Linked DNA regions of Zea mays: all the other regions are linked to region 2. Evidence: chromatin contacts called from public Hi-C data. All regions are on one chromosome and are shown on one strand. Each heading gives the region's core, a stretch centred on a gene start, on an enhancer-like site or on the middle of the called end of the contact. The rest is flanking DNA. Distances are from core to core; before and after follow the strand shown. Region 1 holds the start of LOC100193194 (putative thaumatin domain family protein). Region 2 holds the start of LOC606463 (alkaline alpha galactosidase 1). Region 3 has its middle 29 kb from the start of z1B_1.

The links. Hi-C and Micro-C count contacts between places; a contact is called where the count stands out from the background.
Region 1: a contact with region 2 is called in a Hi-C map of ear, with 2.6 times the contacts expected there. The contact joins the promoter of LOC100193194 here to the promoter of LOC606463 in region 2. A contact is called at or near these places in 2 of 25 Hi-C or Micro-C datasets (both in ear).
Region 3: a Hi-C map of ear shows a contact between it and region 2, with 2.5 times the contacts expected there. The contact joins the enhancer-like site here to the promoter of LOC606463 in region 2. A contact is called at or near these places in 5 of 25 Hi-C or Micro-C datasets (bundle sheath, ear, leaf and 1 more) and 1 of 3 datasets of contacts at active chromatin or transcription factors (leaf).

What each region holds. Positions count from the first base shown.
Region 1 is chr7:19,151,193-19,153,892 of Zm-B73-REFERENCE-NAM-5.0, reverse strand. LOC100193194 (putative thaumatin domain family protein) reads left to right here and starts at 1,336. Exons shown (of 1, transcript NM_001138349.2): 1 at 1,336-2,553. The coding sequence starts at 1,397. The coding sequence ends at 2,155.
Region 2 is chr7:19,579,233-19,581,932 of Zm-B73-REFERENCE-NAM-5.0, reverse strand. LOC606463 (alkaline alpha galactosidase 1) reads right to left here and starts at 1,377. Exons shown (of 7, transcript NM_001154078.2): 1 at 893-1,377; 2 at 424-662; 3 at 99-330; 4 at 1-9. The coding sequence starts at 1,083.
Region 3 is chr7:19,298,160-19,300,859 of Zm-B73-REFERENCE-NAM-5.0, reverse strand. No RefSeq gene overlaps it. Among protein-coding and RNA genes, the nearest start is that of z1B_1, 29 kb to the right of the region's middle. Within about 2 kb of position 1,264, at least 18 of the 20 cell types and tissues checked have an H3K27ac peak or open chromatin away from gene starts, as enhancers often do. A contact at or near this core is called in bundle sheath, ear, leaf and 1 more, where this site is marked.

The DNA of each region.
Region 1 (2,700 bases), core at 87-2,586, 430 kb after region 2:
GGATCTCTTGGGTTTGAGATTTTTCCTGCAAAAAGAATACCCAAGTGAAGCGAGAATAATCATCCACAATAACAAGACAATACTTACTCCCGCCGATGCTTATGTAAGCTATCGAGCCGAATAGATCCATGTGGAGTAGCTCGATCGGCCTGTCGGTTGTCATGATGTTCTTGTATGGATGATGGACTCCAACTTGCTTCCCTGCTTGACATGCGCTACAAACCCTGTTTTTCTCAAAATGAACATTTGTTAGTCCTAAAATGTGCTCTCCCTTTAGAAGCTTGTGAAGATTCTTCATTCCAACATGAGCAAGTCGGCGATGCCAGAGCCAGCCCATATTAGTCTTAGCAATTAAGCAAGTGTCTAGTTCAGCATTGTTATCATTAAAATCAACTAAATATAGCTGACCATCTAACACTCCCTTAAATGCTATTGAATCATCACTTCTTCTAAAGACAGTAACACCTACATCAGTGAATAGACAGTTATAGCCCATTTTGCATAATTGATCATTTACATTAGTGAATAATGGTGCTCCTACCTTCAGCTCAAGAAATTCATCATTTACACTGACTAACACAGCTTGGCACAAGAGCCTGGCAGGCACCGAGTGTTTTCCAAGTTATTGAGCCTCAGAGTGGACGGGGCTCTGTCCTGTAAGCCGTCTCATGATGCTTCTTGTGTGGCTCTCTCTTTGGCTACCCAATAGTGGTCGCTCGAAGTAAGTGGTGTACACCTATGATCAGGATGATCATGCGTCGAAAAATGTTACGACTTCGACAGATACGGGCGGACGAGGCCTCTTCTAACTAATATAAATTTTCCTTCGTGTGTACTCTTCCTTCGAGTGCCATCTATTCCTGTGTGTCATCCTTTTCCTTTCGTTCGCCTCTCCCTGCTCCAACAGAGTTTAAATGGTAAAAAAATATTTGAACCATGGTTGTTGACCACAAATACACATTGACACCAAAGAACATGTATGTCGTTATGTCCCAGACACGGCTTAGAGATGCCCCACCCACCTGTCCGGCGCAGTCCAGGAGAAAGAACACGTGCATGCAGTTCAAAAAGGCCCACCCTGCCCCTGCTGTCCGTAAGTCCGTTCTCCTCTGCTAGAATCTGAGGCATATGTTATATGTATGGTATGGTAACAAGAATCCGAGGAAGGGTGGTACGAGGGAGATGGAATGAACAGGCTGTGCAATGCAAGCAACGGCGGCGATGCCCAACCTCCCCGTCCGTCTCACGTATTCCTTCTCGCCATGCATGGACATGGAGCTAGTATTCATCATTCATAAATCCGCATACCGTCCCTAACCGGCCATTGAAGGCCCTCTAACGTCTGGTTTTGCGGAGGATTATTATTGGGACAAGCTAAGGGCCCGCCGGCAGCAGCATGAACAGACCAAGATGCGCTCCTGGCCTTGCTGCGCTCGCTGTGGCGTCGTCTTTCCTCTGCTTCCTCTCGCCACCCGGCGCTGAGTCAGCGGGAGTGTTCACCATCATCAACCGGTGCAAGACGACCATCTGGCCGGCGGCGACGCCGGGCGACAGCTTCGGCGGCGGCGGGTTCGCGCTGCGGCCGGGGCAGTCGGCGGTGTTCAAGGCGCCGGCGGGGGGCTGGTCGGGGCGCATCTGGGGGCGGACGGGGTGCAGCTTCGACGCGTCCGGGAACGGGACGTGCGCCACGGGGTCGTGCGGCACGTCGCTGCGGTGCGGCGCGTCCGGGGCGACCCCCGTGAGCCTGGCCGAGTTCACGCTGGCCTCCGACCGCGACTTCTACGACGTGAGCCTCGTGGACGGGTTCAACCTGCCCGTGACGGTGCGCCCCGTGAACGGGCGCGGCGGCAACTGCTCCGCGGCGGGATGCGACGGCGACCTGCGCCAGACGTGCCCGCCGGAGCTGGCCGTGCGCGCCGGGGACGCCGTGGTGGCGTGCCGCAGCGCGTGCGACGTGTTCGACACCGACCAGTACTGCTGCCGCGGCAAGTTCGGCAGCCAGCCCACGTGCCCGCCCACGCCCTACTCCAAGCGGTTCAAGGACGCCTGCCCCACCGCCTACAGCTACGCCTACGACGACGCCAGCAGCCTCTTCACGTGCTCCGGCGCCGACTACATCATCACCTTCTGCGCCAGCAGCAGGTACGCTCGGTAGACGATGTCGCCACTCGCCACTATATATATTGTGCTCCGGCCTCCGGCCCTCCTCCAAACTCTACGAATGTTTCAGGAAGCAACAGGCGTGCTCGTACCACAACAACCGGCTGGTCTGCAGCGACGCCAGCCGCCGGTCTTGGCCGACGATCACGTCCAAGCTCCTCCTGCTTCTGCTGCCGCCCATCATCTTCTCCGCGCTGCAGTTTCCAGTCTGACGACGATGCTCCAAGAGAACAAAACCGACCTGCTGATATTCTCGATCGTTTTCTTGTAAATTACGTACACGATTACTGGTGATCATATGCCCTAACTGTATGTGTATACTCTTTTCGGACACCATAAGTAGTGATTGTGGTGAATTATTAGGCTTGCAAGTTGCAAGTACTAATTACACATATACGAATACTAGGTGCAGGTGTGCACCGTTGGGTGGTTCGTTCTTCATTTTCTCTGCTTACTTGAGCACAGAAAGACAAGGTTAGCAAGACGTTGGGAACGAATCAACGAGGTAGTCAATGTGTTTGGTTGTAATGACAGGATGGA
Region 2 (2,700 bases), core at 128-2,627:
TTGGACAGGCTGCAAAAGCAGAGGAGAGTTGCCGCGTCAGGACGGCACGTTGGCACGGAGGAGTCACTGACACGCAAGAGCGGACAGAGCGCGCGTACCTCTGAAGGCCGTGTTTGACGCCGTCGGCGGTGACGTCGGTGTAGAAGGCGTCCCAGGTGCACCAGCCGAACCAGTCGAGGAACGACGGCAGCTTCTTCTTGTCGCGGTGGTGGAACGTCTGCAGGTGCTTCTCCACCGCCTTGACGGCGGCGGTGACGGTGTCGAAGGGGTTGTCGCCGGCGTGGAGGTACACCATGTGCGCGGCCTGGTCCGTCTGCACCGCCTTGTCCCCTGCAGGGATGAGGATGACCATCCGGTGATCGTCATCGGTCGAGTCGAGCTGAGCTGCTATCTCATCCGGTGATCATGGAAGGAACGGATTACCGCTCTCGATGCAGATCTGCAGCTCGTCGCGGTCGTTCCCCTGCAGCGCTGCCCGAAACTGCCCCTCCAGCAGCGGAAGCATCACCACGTACGCGGGGGCGTCGTCGCCGTCGCCGTCACTGGCAGGGACCTCGACGAGCATGAACTGGGTCTCCAGAGGGACGTCGCGGCCGGAGACGCCCATCCGCTGCGTCATCCACCACAGCTTGAACCGGAACAGGCACAGGAACCGGCAGTCCCTGATCGGCGCCACGAATTATTTGTTTATTTATTTCATAAATCTACCCTTGTTTCAATCTCATCACCAGCTTGAAACGCAAAAGGTTACGTACTTGAAAATCTTCCTGGACTAAAAAACGAAAATTCCGATTCTAGACGTTTCGCATGAAAAAACCAGCCTCATTTCTTATCGCGGAAGGAAATACTCGAGAAGAGGGGGTCGGTCGATTGATGGGGAACGACTACTCACCGGAGCGTGCCGAAGGTGAAGACGTGGTGGCTCTTGGCCTCGCCGGCGTGGGCGCCGACGAAGGCCCCGTCGACGAGCCCCGCCCCGGCCGCGTGCGCCGCCGACACGTTGTCCGGCACGCCGGTGAGCACCGTACGGCCGCGCACCGTCAGCCGCCCGTCGCTCACCGTGATCCGTGGCGTCACCGTCATCTTCCTCCTTCCCGCTGATTATAACAGAGCAGTAGTACTATATCGAAATCGATAGACCACACACGACTGGTTAACCTAAGATAGCTGCAGACCGAGCACCCTCTGCAATGCGCGCAAGAAGTGAAGAATCAAATCACCGACCAAGATTAAGCGAAGAGAAGAGACGTAGGAGGACTAGCAGAGGTAAGGTGCTTCGCGTGAGGGTAATTAAGTCACTAACAATGGTAATACAACTAGCACTAATTAAACTACTCGGTAATGGTGCCCCTGCCCCCTGGACTCGGAGGGAGATGCTGGCGGGAGGAGGTAGCCGGGCGGCGAGGGGTTTATATACTCGCAGGGGACGGGAGGGGCGGGGTGACGTGGCGGGACACGTCGCGCGTGGATTTACTGCCGGTGACGCCATCGCGGTGAAACACCCTTGTACAGCTCGCCCGGAGAAGAAGAATCTAGAGTTCTTTGTCTTGTGCGGAGAAGAATTTTGATTGGTAGATGGTGCATGTGAGTATGTGACTGCCATTCTCCACAGTCCCTATGCTAGTCCAAGTTCAGTGCATGTGCATTCCTTGGCATGGGACAAAACTAAAGTTTTTAGACATATGTAGAGTAGACGAGCATCAGGGCAACGGAAATGGGTTTTGCTTTCTGAATGTGTCGCTTATATTAGTAAGAGTACCGAGAGTTCCTTTAATTTAGATTCCTGAAAATCTGATTATAATTGTAAACTGATAATTATGAAAAAACTATAATTTATTTGGTTAAAATAACTCTCAACTATAGATTCTATAAGACAATAACGGCGTGTAACATGGATAACAGGAATATGAAAAATCTATAGTAGAAGGTAACTCTGAATTAAATTGGAGAAATCTATTCCACTGCTGTATCTATTTGGTTGACATTCTAATTTTTTTAACAGCGAATCAAGTTCAGAAAGCTAAACAAAACATATCTTAAGTGCCGAAGCGAACTTAAGAAGATATGATTGCCTCATAGATGTATAGATCACTATCGGACACAATTGCTCCCAAAAAACACTTGGCAAACTCTTTGTCGAGTGTTACTTTTGGCAAAGAGGACTCAGTAAACAGTACATCAGCAATGGGTTTTTTGCCGAGTGTCAACGTCTGGCACTCGGCCTAGTTAACTGTCGTCAACTGTAGACGACTGCTGACCGTCCTTTGCCGAACGCCTTGTTTCGCCGAGAGCTTGACGCTCGACAAACTAGCCTTTGCCGAGCGTTGTTATATGCCAAGTGTTTTGCACTCGACAAAAGACTGTCTGTGTCGAGTGTTGTAGTTCACCGAGAGTGGCATTTGGCAAAGCTAATTTTGCCGAGTGTTCGATAAGTTGCTCTCGGCAAAGATCCGTGCACTGGTAAAATGTCGGATTTTGGTAGTAGATATCAGGTGATAAGAATATATATAAGATAAAATTTTATTTATTATCCTCTAAAGTAAATATCCATTCGTCCTGACCTCATTCACGGGTGCTATAAAGTTAAATCCCACTATTCGTATCAGTTCATCCAAACATACACATTTTAAATCAAATAACGTTTTGACAAAATTCAGTGTACATCGAGACACTAAACATCAATCAACTACCGTATTTAAA
Region 3 (2,700 bases), core at 15-2,514, 280 kb after region 2:
CTTTGTACACAATATTTTGTAATACTCCCCCTTGATCAATCCAAGTCCATTTGATAATCTACAATTTATCCTCCAAAATATTATCTCCTTAAAAACCCTGAGGGAAAAATAAGGAGTACACATTGTCTTTTGAATAATGAGATAATCTCACTTGAACAACAATTAAAACAATAGTATCATTGGAACATGGTAATAATGTAATATTAATGCCAAAACCAGATAGAGCAATAGCATAACTACCCAAAAGTTCAGTGGTAAATAAGGTGTGAGATAAACAAGTCTAGGAAAATCTATTAGGTCCCATCAGATTAACCTGAGCATGTCACAGTGATTGACAAAAACATTATTGGGTAAAGAAAAGTGATCAAGGGCACAACTTGCCTTAGACATGAGATTCCAGGTACCAACTTAGTCTTCAGATGACTCGTAACCTCGCTGCTAGTCGTAGCAATACACACAAACATGGTATAGGCAAAAATTAACATCACTCCAAACATGAGAACAAACTACATAATAATATCCTACGCATCGTAATGAAAATCTAGGTTCAACAAACACTAAAATCGGAGTTACGGTTATAAAGTTATGATTTTCATAAGTTTTATGTGATCGAATATGAAAACTATGTCTATGTTGATTAATGAATCATGTGAGAAAGATATTCCTAAGAAACCATTAATTTAATTCTAATCCAAGTTATAACTTGATTAGAAGACATATTTTAGCTAAATCATAACTAGGGACTGAAAACATTACTTTAATTCTAATTAGAGAAGTTAATCCGATGAACCTAGGGTAAACATATTAATTATTTAAAAACGTGTTACATGATAAAGTAGGGTTACTAATGTGTAGATAATTTTATTACGAAGCTAACGCAATTTGGAGGGATTAAATCGGAGTTAAAACGTGGAAGTTATAAATTTTCCAGGCTTTTTGGATTATTTCAACACTAAAAATCATTTTCGGATCTAATTTATTAATAATCCATATTTAATGGACTGCAGTGCCTATTGTTTAAAAGCCCAAGGTCAAATCCGTAAAGTTTTGGACTGATATGCAATTTATTTTTCAATGTGTTTGGACGGCGGGTTCAATTGTAGAGAAGGGCAGGGGCTAAATTGCATACTATCCGGGTTGAAGGGGTATGGTTATTACTCGACCGTTGGATCACCAATCTACGGATCGGATTAGATCATAGCCTTCACGAACCGGTACGCAGTCAGTGTCCTCCGATCCAGATCGAACGACGCATATTCAATAGGTCGAAGGGGTACGCTCAAACTAATCTCAACCGCTCTCTCCCGATCGGACGGTGCAGATTCCATACCCCAACCAGTAACGGAAGAATTTAATCCTAGCCGCACTACAGAAGATCAACGGTCCAGATGTCGACATCCATCTCGCTGAACATAGCAGCGGCGCAGAGACCCGACCACAAGTCCCCGACGAGGGCCAATGCGCGAATGCCCAACGACGGATCATCTCTCTGCTCTCTCTCGGTCGCTCTCACCTGCCCGTGTGTTCTTGGCTTGGGTTGCTACGACGATTAGATTCAATGGACGAGGAGATTATGGAGGGGCGGTTTTTATTATATTCCGGATTTGAGGAAAGGCCGATTGGTGTCAGGCTGGATCGGGACCCCATGAACTCCGGTGGCTGTTTGCAAACGGGTACAAGCGTGGAGAAAAACCTGATGAGCCGGCCCCACACGTCGGAGATCCCCCCAGAATAATAGATTTCTGGTGTGCGGGACTGGGGCTCTGCCACGGAATCGAGGCACACACATTATCCCGAGCGGCCCGTGCGGGGTGAAGAAGACCGATCCGATAGGATGGCCCCACAACACAGTGGCTAACGCAGCATCGTGGAAGAGAGAACCTGGACTATGGTCCCTACCTGTTCGACACACCGGTCCGAGAGTTCGCGTCAGGCGTGAGGCCGACCAGCGGGGTCCACACAGCGGTGACGCAAGGCGCGCGGGTGTGTTTGCTGGCGGGCCGCGCGCGTAAGAGCGGGAATGGGCCGGGTGAAGCTAGTGGGCCGAGCCAAGGAATTCAGCCCAACAGCAGGGATTTGTTCCTTTTCTTTTCTTTTCCTATTTTCATTTTGATTTACAAATTTCAAATTCAAATCCGAGCTAAGGTTTCAAAATTCAAATTTAATACACAATCAAAATATCTAGCATGAATGCGAAATTTAAGTTTATTTATTTATTTCTTATTTAAATGAATGCCTCTGGATATACATTTAGTAAAGGAGATATTTACCCAATAGCAAATATTTATCAAGAGTTACTAAAAAATAGTACTTGAAGGAAAATAATCCATTCTAACAAATTTAAACTATTTTTATTATTTATTTCTTATAACTTACAAACTGAATTTATGTTTCTATTTTATTTTAACTGACATTGTTTTAATATTAATATTTATTTTTTTAAAAAATCCATAGTATAATTATTTATTAGGACACTTTCCTTTGATTTCTTTTACTAATCGCAAAAATCAGAATTTTGAGTGTTACATCTCCGAATTGTTATTTATTCAATATATTATGTGTCACATGTTTTATTTAATTAATTAATCATTAATTTGTCTAATGGCTAATAAAATAGTTGTTTTATCGAAAAAATCATAATTTTAGTTAAACATTTTGAAAATATATGTTAATGTAATTGTGCTAATTAAAACATTTGAA